Linked DNA regions of Gossypium hirsutum: region 1 is linked to region 2. A link is a contact called in public Hi-C data. All regions are on one chromosome and are shown on one strand. Each heading gives the region's core, a stretch centred on a gene start, on an enhancer-like site or on the middle of the called end of the contact. The rest is flanking DNA. Distances are from core to core; before and after follow the strand shown. Region 1 holds the start of LOC107962321. Region 2 holds the start of LOC107962318 (ketol-acid reductoisomerase, chloroplastic).

Region 1 (5,617 bases), core at 2,870-5,369, 210 kb after region 2:
AATTTTAACTATTGTTTTCCTTGTTTTTCTTCAAATCTTAGTTTTAATTTTTAACTCTTTTTTTCTTTTAAAAAAATCTTTTTTTAATTTGTTTTAATTTAAAAAATAGAATTAATATTGATGTATGTGGGTTCAATTTTGTTCATCATTAAAAATAAATTAATGTAAAAGTGATTGAGAAAAGGATATATAATAATTTAAATTTTACAAGATAAGATAAAATGATGACTGTATATGCCAAAAATAAATAGCTATACCGATGAGATACATTCAAATGTTTCAAAATTAGTATTGAAGCCTTACAAAACAAAGCCTAATATGCCTAATAATAATGAGTTGTTTAAAAGTCATGTCAACCATTAATATTGAAGCCTTAAATTATTATGTATAATATTTTTTTTATAGTAGTTGATTATTATAAATTTAAATATTGGAGTAGGGTCCCAACTCCCAAGTCGCCAATCCAAGTTTGGAAGAAAGAAATTTCTTATTAACAGTATACATAGCTACTACGTATATTTATAAGCAAAAGGAATGGCCCCCATTCCTTAATTTGCCACTTGTAAAGATGGAAGACGACAAGATTGACGACCCGATTTGGAACATTTTATCTACCATCAAGATTTTAATCCAAAATTTTATATAATGAAAAAAAAACATGGGCTGAAATACTAAGAAAATGAACAGCTTACAGTTTAAAAATAAAATAGACACCCCATCTTCACATTATTATATAACAATGCGGCAAAGAGAGGCGCCCCCGCCGCTTTAAATTGTTATTTTTTTCTTTTTTGCTTTTTAATTTCAGGTCTTTTTTTTTATATATAACACATATTTATGGTCTAACCAAAAGTGATGCATATGGAGGGTTTAACTAATCATAAGATTTGGAAACGAAATTAAATTATTTGGATATGGTAATGCTTTTTCTTCATTGAATATTGCATGACCTTGATTCTCCGAGTTAAACAAATTCGATAATTTCTTATTTATAAACATTGTAATGAAAAGCTTAATAATATGTTTCTAGTTGAAGTAGTAATAAAGGGGGTATGGCCCTCTTCCTTGTCCGGGCATTTCAACTGCTGTGTCCAATCATGGATCAATCGTCCCATAATTTGTCCTCCTATCCTATGTATGTCGGCAAACAGTGTTTAACACTTGAGATCACATTTCACAAAAACATCAACCTTATGCGGGTCTCATCACTATCTTTACTTTACTAGTACAACAAGGTTAATCTTCCCTTTTTAAAAAAAAAATTCAAATATATGAACACAAGGCAATAATTTTATCTATTTAGGATTCAGAAATAAAAAAAGGGTTCAATTCAACCATCAATGAAAAAGGATGGAAAAAGACATATTTCAAAAAAGGTTTACAGAATGAAGCAGATAAAATGAACTGCAACTCTGTCATGCCAAGGCACCAATTGAAATAGATAGTGTTACAATGATATCTATCTTATGTTACCTTTTTGTTGGCCCCAGATGGTGGGACTGCGAAAACCCCAGAAACTAAAAGATAAAATAAAATCTGCAAATTATAGCTTCAGAAACATATATATATATTTATATATTAAGATGGAAAATAATGGGGATGAAGAACGTAGGTAGGTAGCTAGCACAAGTGAAACTCAAGCAAAAGAAACAAATAATCCAGCCAATGTAGTGGTCAAACTTTACTGTTAAATTAGCTTTAAAGGATGCTGTTGGCACTCACCATCTAATAAATCCATCTTGTAAAACAACAAGAAGAAAAAATGAAAAAGTTACAAGACATTTATATGCCCCCCTCCAAAGCCCACTTTGTTTAGTGCAACTGCAATTATAATTATTCTATAGTGGAAAAAAGGTTTTATACGTGGGGACTATTATTCCTTACACTCTCAAAAGTCACTTTGATTTAATTAATTTCTTTTTCTTTTTATTTGTTTATTTATTTCTCTAGTTGATGGGGATATTTCATTGTGGTTCCAAGCTCCCTAGATGTTTATGGATTCTAGCATATCATACTAAAGATCATCATGTGAACTCTTCTCCTTTCGGTTTTGATTGTGGAACATGGCATATATAGCTTTGATCATGTGCTTTCATCACAATGAATTGTCACTTTTCATCAATATAGGCTCTTTGATTTTTCATTCTTTTATAGAAACTAATGATTGAGTTGGCTTTTATTTCTTTTATACATATTACAAAATTGACTGAAAGTTTTTCCCATTTTAATTCCATCTTGAATATCGTTTTATGTTGATTTACACAAAAGATTTGTATCACCCCACCACAAGAAAATTATGCAACTATCTTCAAATTTTTTATTAAAGAGATCCTCTTCCTTTTTCTTGCTTTCAAATATGATATGATTAACTAATAATTTAAAGTCTATTGTAAATCATTAAATGTTATATCCGAATTGCAAGTTTTATTTAAAATTATTAGTAAATTTTTAGTAAAAAAGAAATTAATTGATGAAATTTTCCAAGTTATCCATGGTTGAAAGTGACGGTCCTCACATCATCATCATAACGATGAGAAACCACCTTTGCATTTACCCCTTTTAAAGATTCTAATAATCTTAAATGCCTTGAATTGGAGTCCATACCAAATTTATGCTTACTGTTTATCGTACCCTTTCATTCCCCCGGCAAATAATTACTTCCCCCACACAATAAAAATAAATACCACAAATAATCCTTCTCTCAGCATTTACAAAAAAAAAAAACTTACAACTTCCAAGAGATTTGGCACTTAAAAACCCGGCAACTGTGGCAAATCATCCGGACCCAAGATCCCACAATAACAGCATGTGTTGTATGATTTATCATCACCACAGTTCCCAGATTTCAGCTTCATTTCTTTTTTTCTCTTGCATTGCATTCTTATTTTTTATTCTATGCCTATATATACAAAACTCAAAATAAAAACTAATAAAAGGGCAGAAAAGAAATGTAGAAAAGGAAGTGGGAAACTTATAAAAAAGAAAAAAGCAAATAAGCAGCTTGTTGCTTCAACCCTAATGGATGATAGGGCGGATTTTTTTTCCTAAAAATGAATCAGATAGAAATCTGAAGAAAATTGTAAACCCCATAGGCATACTTCTAATAGAAAATAGTAGTAGTAGTAATATAACAGAGTGACGTGGATGATGATCATCCATCGTTTGGAGATTCGGAGATGCTCTCTAAGTGTGGTCTCCACACCCCAACTCGGCCTCTTCTTCGATCCCTTTGCGTTGATAGTTTCTCTGAAAGTATCTCACTTAAATACTGATCCGATATCAAAAGATTCGACATTGAAATTGTGTTGTTGTTCTTGTTGGCGTTGCTCATGCTTCGGCTGTGATTATGCTGGCGGTTGCGGCCGTTGCTACTGGCGCCGCCGCCGTTGTTGTTGGTGGTGGTGTCAAGCCTGTCTCTTTTTTTCTTCTTGGTTGTTGAGGAAGTTTTGGAACGGGTTTTATCGGGTGTTGAAGGGAGTGGTATTAGGAAATAAATCTTGCCACGTTGAAGTTCGGCGTCGGGTGGGACGATGACGATTTTTGGGACCATCCCATCATCGGAAGAAGAAGAGGAAGGCTTCTTTAGAACGTGTTTAGGGTAAGCCTTCATGATGTCGCTGGCTTTGATGGAGCCACTGATTTCTTCAACGCGGCCATTGGAGTGTACTATTCGAATCACATCGAGTGCTCCACAGGGCAGAATGCAAGAGATGCAGCACCGGATTGTGTTCTTCATGCCTCTTCTTTCTCTCTATATTGGCCTCTCATAGAGAAAAAAAGAAGAACAAGGAGGGAGCAAATGAAGTAATGAAAGAGAGAATACAAGAAGAGAAAAAAAAAAAAAGAAAGAAAGAGAAATCTCTTTTTTCTTTAGCCTTGGCTAACACAAAGAGAGTTGGGAATCAGTCACCCAAAAGAAAGAAAGGAAAGAAAATTAATGATGTTTTTTTATTATATACACAATTAGCTATTCCAACCCCCTCTCCCCTGGCCCTTTTTCTCTGCTTTTTTGAGGGAATTTTTTTCCTTTCACTTGCTTAGGATGAAATCTATGGCATGAATAATTGCACCTTACTCTGTACTTTGCCTTTTGGATCCATCATTTAGGGCCCCCATCTCCCTTCCCTTCACTAAGATCAATAATTTTGGGGGGGTTAGTATTGCTAGGTTGGAGAGCTTATGGGTGACACATGTTAGTGCATGATTGGAACTGCCAAGTAAGCCAGAACAAGACCCTCCTGCCAGGGGATGACCAATGACACATGATTCAATCACCTTATGACAAGTGTCATTTTCAAGACCCAAAATGCCACTATTATTAGATGGGGCCACTAGGATAAAGAGAGAGAGAGAGAGAGAAGCCTTGTTTAGAGTTCAAAAAAATTGGGCATTGTGAGAAGGGAGGGAGATTGGGGAGTTGGGGTTTAGGGAAATCTTCTTTTAAGAGGGATTATGAATTGTGATCTTCCAATATTCCCAAGCAAGATCATGTGGGTTGTGGTTTTCATTGGAAAGCGAGGTTTTAGATGGTAGAGTTTAAGAATTCTTCTATTTTATCATTTCCACCCCTTTTTTGTGGTTTCAGATTTATTTCTTCCTTTCCTCAAGTGATTAATTTGCGACATATAGCTTCATTCCCAGTTCCTAAATTCTCTAGACCTCACTTGAGAGTGATTGTTTTAGTTCCCACTTTTCACATATACACTTAGTTCAAGCATTCTTTTGTAAGTAAGCATGAAGGTTCAAAAAAAACTAAGATCATGACACCAACAAGAAGCAAAAAAGATTCAAGTTAATCCCTTAAAAAAGGGTATTAAATGGCTGGATTTGATGTTTTACAATTTCGTTTTCACTTGGGGGACCAAAACAAAATTAGTATGACTACATTGAGAATTAAACAAAGGTTAACAGTTAATAAAACACTGTTTAATGTTAGTCATGTCCCATCCAAGCATGGCCCTACCAATTAAATGGTTCAGATGTAGATGTTAGTGGGTAACATGTGAAAGTATGGAGAAAGGAGGGTCCATTGAATTGTGAAGGCTTTTTCAAATTTTCTTTCAAATAATAACCCTTCTTGATTGCTAAATTAGCTCACCAAATCCATTCACCTTTTTTTTTTTTGAGAACTTATTTGACTGTCTTACATATACTTTTAGAGCCCTTTTAATCAGCTTAATTATGATTAAACAAATTACTAAGTATATAATAAAAGAAAATATATGGGCCCCTTAACCACACATCAATCACATTGGCAAAAAGGATGTACTTTTTAAGATGTGCTGTTATGGACCAAATCCCCTTTTATCTCCACATTAAACAAATCAAATCTTATTTGAAGATTGATTTAGTCACAATCTTCTTTGTCTTTTTTTTTTCTTTTCTTTAATGTCTTATAATTATTCTTTTCATTCTTTAAGACTATATAATTTCAACTAACCACTAAAAGAACAAATTTTTAATCCACTTGTTTTAAAAGAGATGGTGATAATAAAGTTTAGCAAGTTTGTACTCTCTATATATTTATATATAAGTAATTATCTCATGACCTTTGTTCATCCTACATTTCTCTTACATATATATCTAGGACAATTAAAAAATTGTGATATATGGGATA
Region 2 (6,436 bases), core at 3,827-6,326:
AAGCTCATGCTACAAGGGTATAAAAATACAAAAATCATCAACAAAGGGTATGGAAAACACTTACTTGTGAGTGCTTCAAGCTACTTAAAATTTTAAGTTCTCAAACCCTTAATTTTTGCTAAAAATTCAATGGAGAAGAAGATGGGAAAAAGATGATATCTTTTCCCTTTATTTTATTTTTAATCTAGTCAAAATTGGTCACCAACTCACCTAATTTTGGCAATTTTGTCTCCTCATTGACTCTATGGCCGGGCTACGCCTTCTTCCAAGGGTCTATTTTCCTTTTAAAGACCCCAAATTTTAGTTCTCTAACTATTTAACACCTTTAGCTATCAATTTAAGACTTTTGCACTTTATGCGATTTAGTCATTTTTCACAATTGGGCTCATAAACGCTAAAATTAATCCACCAAATTTTTCATGCACTATAATAACCATGCTATGACTCTATTTTGATAATAAAATAATTTCTCTAATTTTAGATTTGTGGTCTCGAGACCACTATTTTGACTAGCCTTAACATCGGGCTGCTAAAGTTCCATTCCTTAACAGATTCCTGGAAGCTTTCCAAATTATCACCAACTGCTAACTCATTATTATAGCTACTATTAACAATGTTGCCAAAATCCATATGAGACATCCAACTAGCAAGACAACTGAAAGGTTAACCTTTGCTAATGCTCGGCTTAAGAGAAATTAATATCGGTCTATGATCAGATTTCAGTTTGTGAAGGTTCCTTACTGAACATTATGGAAAAAATGAATCACACTCCGAATTACAGATAACCCTGTTAAGTTTCTGTGACAAACCTCTCTATACCATGTAAACTTGGCACCACTAGCACCCAGATCTCGCAAAGCATTATCGAACAAAAACTCTCCAAACCATTTGCAACCTACATGTGAAATAGAAGCCCCACCTTTTCTTTCATCTCCATCAAGAATAGAATTGAAATCATCGGCAAGCATCCAAGGTCCTTCCACCAAAATAGCTAGAGAGCTAAGAAAATGCCACAACTCCCTTCTCTTCGCAGCATGAGGACTCCCACAGACAATAGAACAAAAGAAATGATCCGAGCTCATCATACTACAGATTTTAACATGAACCACTTGAGAATGTATATTAAAAATATCCACCATTAAATCCCCATTCCAACACAACCAAATCCCCCCAGCAAAACCATTCGCTTCCACCCTAAGAGAATTTGGATATCCAATTTTTGTAATAATATCATCGACCCTAGCTCCACTAACTCTGGGTTTAAGTAAACAAAATAAATTTGGCGAAAACTCCTTCTTATATTCTTTAACAAAATTGTAAAAATGAGGATGTCCTGCTCTTTGGAAATTCCAACAAATTATTTTAGTGTTCATAAAAAATAAGGAAATTTACAAGCCAAACCCGAAATAAGACTACAATAAATTCTGACAATAACCTCAACACCATTAGTGTCATCCACAATCATACTTTCCTCAACAACTTGAGGATCCGAGACCATAACATATTTGTTTGGATTCCTTTCGAGATCACAAACCAAACCCTCTATTGCTAATTGGAGATCAATTGATTGCTGCTCCTAGATCCTAAAAGTTTCATCGGGCGGTTCCCCTCACTGTTTATAGCGAGTAATGTTAGCACGCAATTGTTGTGCTATGGGAGAGCTCGTTTTACCAAACATAAAAATCTCATTCTCTTTGTCAGTATTAACTACCATTTTTTCTTTCTCTACAATTCGAACTGCTGCATGTTTCTTCTTATTTAAATTAGCCAAAATTTTCACTTTTTCTATCACTATAGCTTTCCCTTTATCAATGGCACCCACCTGGCCCAACCTCGATCCATCATCAAAACCACCCCGCCCAATATTCAAATTCATACCCAAGCTTCCATTATTGGGCTTCAAAACCTTCAAGGCCGACTTTGGCCCACTCCCCATTACCACTTTTTCCCCTTAGCCTTTAGCTTGGCGTGCTTCCCTTTCGCCTCAATAACATCTTTTTCTGGAAACCCTAACCCTATATCCCCATCACCGTTAGACTTCTCTTTAGTCATTACCTCATCACTCCCATTAATCTCGCCATTAAACCCTGCAGAAATCTTTCATTCACTAACCTCCAACGCCACAAAGCGAGTCCCCTAACAAGTCCCCCGGAACTGCCGTTTCTTCCTTCACTGAAAGCCTGCTACGCCCTCTCCGTCTCTCCACCACCATCTACGACTTCTCCATGACCGATCAAGCACAACCTGACTCCTCCACCGATGAATCCGTCGTAATCTCAGGAAAAATGTCCACTACATGTCCGTATATACAACATTGGAAACATATATTTGGTAAAACTTCGTATTCAACACATTAGAGACGACCATTAATTTATACCTTTGACACCACGACTTCTTCAAATCAACATAGACTACCAGCCGTACAAATCATCCCTTGCAAGCACAATCCGTTTGAACATCTAGCTTCACCACCGGACCAATGTCTGACCAATCACCCTTAGGAGGCAATCTGAGTAATAACCTTCACGCAAACCAAGTAACCTAATCCAAACAACCTGTGACTCAATACCATTTCAGGCAAACCAGGTAACCTAATCCAAACAACATGCGACTCAATACCATTCTAACTTGTTGAAAACTTCGGTAACCATGGCCGAATAGTCAAGTATCTGCCAAAAATTACCCACGACCCTCCTACTAATACCTTATTATAATCAGATTCATCCTAAAAACGAACCAGATAAAAATTATTCTCAAGATCCATGAGTTGGATCAGACACTGAGGATCCTACAGTAAATTGATTTTATTTAACAAAACATTAAAACCAATCCTTCCCCCCAGTAATTTCACAAGAACTGTATTGGTCATTCATCGTTGGATAAGCTTCTACACTCTGTTAGAGAATGTAATCGACGGAACACTTTAATCACTTAAGTAACAGCGCCGCCATCCAAAAGTGTAAACTCCTCTTCTAGAAAGCCACCATTATTCTTCTCTAAGGAAACCCCTAAGATGGTTGATTTGTACGACGCCTTCGGAATCTCTGACTAAATCCTCTGGCTATTATTATCCACACCGGGTCATTAAAATCTAACTATACTTCCGGTCTATTGCGAACTTTCTTTGTGGCCCTTCCAATACCACTAGTCTAACCCGAGTTATTAGCACCTGCCACGAAATCCACCGTAGGAATCGTTCCACTCATCACTCCCCTCTAAAAAAATTAACTTAAAAAACCCCTAGAAAATAGATATAAACTATTTTGTTGCAATATTTTATCATATAATGTTAATTGATCTTTAATTACCATATAATGTTAATTGTTTCCTTCTTTACTTCAGAATTCTAATTTAGTTTTTATACTATATATTTTTTATTTCGTGTAATGTACATGTTAAATTATATTTATCAATTTTAATATTTTATAGTTATTTATTATAAAATTTGTAATGTTTTAGTAATATTATATTTTTGTAATATTTAAATTTTAATAGTTTATATTATTATAATATAAATTAAGAAAAAATTAATATTTAAAATAAACTTAAATTAAATCCTACCACTTATTAAAATAATAAAAAAAACATTAGAAATTTAAAAAGAACTTATGATCTCTAGTGGCAGCTTTCATTAATCGACTACTATAATTAAATTAGGGTAAACTTCCAAAATAGTCACTTTTGTTTTTCTTAGGTTACATTTTAGTCACTTATGTTTGAAATGTTACGTTTTAGTCACTGACGTTAACGTGTTGTAACATATTAGTCACTAAGCCGTAAATTTTCTTTAACAGTGTAACAATAAGCTGATGTGGCACGCTAAATCATCATTTTAAACAAAAATTTTAGGTTAAATTATACAATTAGTCACCATATTTTTTCGTTTTGAGCATTTTTTTTCTTTTATGTTCTTTCAACTTTCTCTTTTTTTCTTCATTTTCCTTTCTTTTATGCTTCTCCCTCTATTTCCCTCCCTTTTTCATCTCTTTTAACGTAAAAGAAGAAAATTAAATTGCTCAAAACGAAAATAAAATATAGGGACTAATTGTATAATTTAACTTAAAATTTTTGTTTGAAATGATGATTTAACATGCCATGTCAGCTTACCGTTACATTATTAATGACAATTAATAGCTCAGTGCCTAAAATGTTATAACACGTTAACATAAGTGACTAAAACGTAACATTTCAAATATAAGTGACTAAAATATAACCTGAAGGAAACAAAAGTGACTGTTTAGTAGTTTACTCCATAATTTATACAAGTCATTGAGAAGATGCACAATAATTAATTTACATATGTATCATATTATATATTTACCATAATTAGTTAATATATATCACAAATAGTTAATAGTTAATACATTTATCATAATTAATGTAAATTCACTATAATTAGTTATTATATTTATTGTAATTAATTTTCATAATATAAATTCACCATAATTAGTTAATATATAATTATCATAATTAATTAATATAGGCTAATAATATCTTGGTATTATTAGTAAAAGTTGGTATCATGTGTAACTGTCATATGTGAATTTTAGTTTGATAAGTCACTAAATTATTTACTTCTTTGTAAGTTTGAACTTTATATTAGCTTGGTTCTATTCTATAATTATTCCTACATGTATTTCTAATTGTACTATAATTATATTGTTTTTTTTGAACTTAAAAAAACTATTTTTCAAATAAATAAGTTAATATATATTAGATAATTATTTAATATACCGCTTACCGGTTTTTTTACTCCATAAATAAATTAAGGAGGTAAACAATGTTATATTTATTTATATATTTAAATCATTTAGTACATTGATTGTGTACTTTTTTATAATAACGTAAATAAAATAAAAAAACTGTAATATATCTCATTTTATTTATTTAATATTTTATTATACCTTATAAAATACTTATATTTTTTCATTTATTTATCGAGTTTAAAATATTGTATCAAATATTTTTTTCTATTTTTTCTATTTTTATCATATAAAATACTTTGTCATATTTGTAACAAACAGTGCAGAAACAATTTTCCATTTAAATTAAAATGAAAAAGAAAAAAAACACCAACCCATATTATGCTCTTCGAAAAAAACAAAAACCTCACCAACCATTTCACCCCCTTATAAAAAAAGCCAAAGTTGGTGCTCAGCACATAAACCTAAGTCCAGTTCGAAACCGTCTCTCACACCAGCTTTCGTCTTTCAGCAATGGCCGCCACCACTACAACCACTTCCTTTAAAGCCGCACTCCTTTCTACACCGTCGATATCTTCATCGACCAAATCAACCGTCCTCAAAACACGCTTTACATCATCATCGTCCTCACGTTATTCGCCGATTCCAAAATCACTGATAGCTCATCATGTCTCTACAAGGACCAACGCCATCGTCGCCAAGATGGGGACAGTCCCTTCGGCAGTGTCTGAGACGACATCGCTTGACTTCCATACCTCCGTTTTCCAGAAAGAAAAGATCTCTCTTGCTGATCACGAAGAGGTTAACTGACCCCCTAATTAAGTCATTTCATTTCTTTTTCTTCTTCTTTTGCATTTGCTTTTCAGTTCCGTTTGCTGATTATTTTCATATATATTGATGGATTTGGGTATTTGGCAGTACATTGTGAGAGGAGGACGGCATTTGTTCCCTTTATTGGATGATGCTTTTAAGGGAATCAAACAGATTGGTGTTATTGGTTGGGGTTCTCAGGTTATTAATTTACAACATTTCTCCTTTTCTTTTTCCCTGTAAATAAAAGCAAAAGGGAAACCTTTTTCCCCACCATTTCATAATTATGAAGATCAAAAGCATGCTTTTCAGTTTTCATTGACCACGAAAGTCTTTCAGGTTTTTATTTTGCAAATGTTCATTAATCGTATATCCGAATATTACATTCCCTTAACTAAAACGTGGTTTAAAATATGGTTTTAGGGGCCAGCTCAAGCACAGAATCTGAGGGATTCTCTTGTAGAGGCAAAATCTGATATTGTTGTGAAGGCAAGCTCGAATTCTCACTGCATTTTATTTTGCATTCATTGATTTGACTAAATGTACTGTTACTTGATGATGATTACAGATTGGGTTGAGGAAAGGCTCTCGCTCCTTTGCTGAAGCCCGTGCTGCAGGATTTACTGAAGAGAACGGAACTCTGGGGGACATATGGGAAACTGTTGCTGGAAGTGATCTCGTGTTATTGTTGATCTCTGATTCTGCACAGGTTGCTAAGCTGCTCTCATGTTTTCTATTTCTGCGTTTTAAATATTGGCTATTGGTTATGGTTAGCATTGGCTAATTGTATAAGCTGCATGCCCATAGCAGACATCTTTCTGATGCCAATATATGACTCACATGAAAAATTTTTCCAAGTCTGTTAGACTGATTTGTGACAACTTGTAAATGCTTAAGACTTACATGCACTATGATTCATAGGC

The links. Hi-C and Micro-C count contacts between places; a contact is called where the count stands out from the background.
Region 1: a Hi-C map of leaf shows a contact between it and region 2, with 4 times the contacts expected there. The contact joins the promoter of LOC107962321 here to the promoter of LOC107962318 in region 2. A contact is called at or near these places in 3 of 34 Hi-C or Micro-C datasets (all in leaf).

What each region holds. Positions count from the first base shown.
Region 1 is chrA06:99,393,481-99,399,097 of Gossypium_hirsutum_v2.1, forward strand. It overlaps LOC107962321, which reads right to left and starts at 4,120. Exons shown (of 1, transcript XM_041115510.1): 1 at 2,682-4,120. The coding sequence starts at 3,736. The coding sequence ends at 3,152.
Region 2 is chrA06:99,187,367-99,193,802 of Gossypium_hirsutum_v2.1, forward strand. It overlaps LOC107962318 (ketol-acid reductoisomerase, chloroplastic), which reads left to right and starts at 5,077. Exons shown (of 10, transcript XM_016898658.2): 1 at 5,077-5,504; 2 at 5,622-5,714; 3 at 5,937-6,002; 4 at 6,082-6,222. The coding sequence starts at 5,217.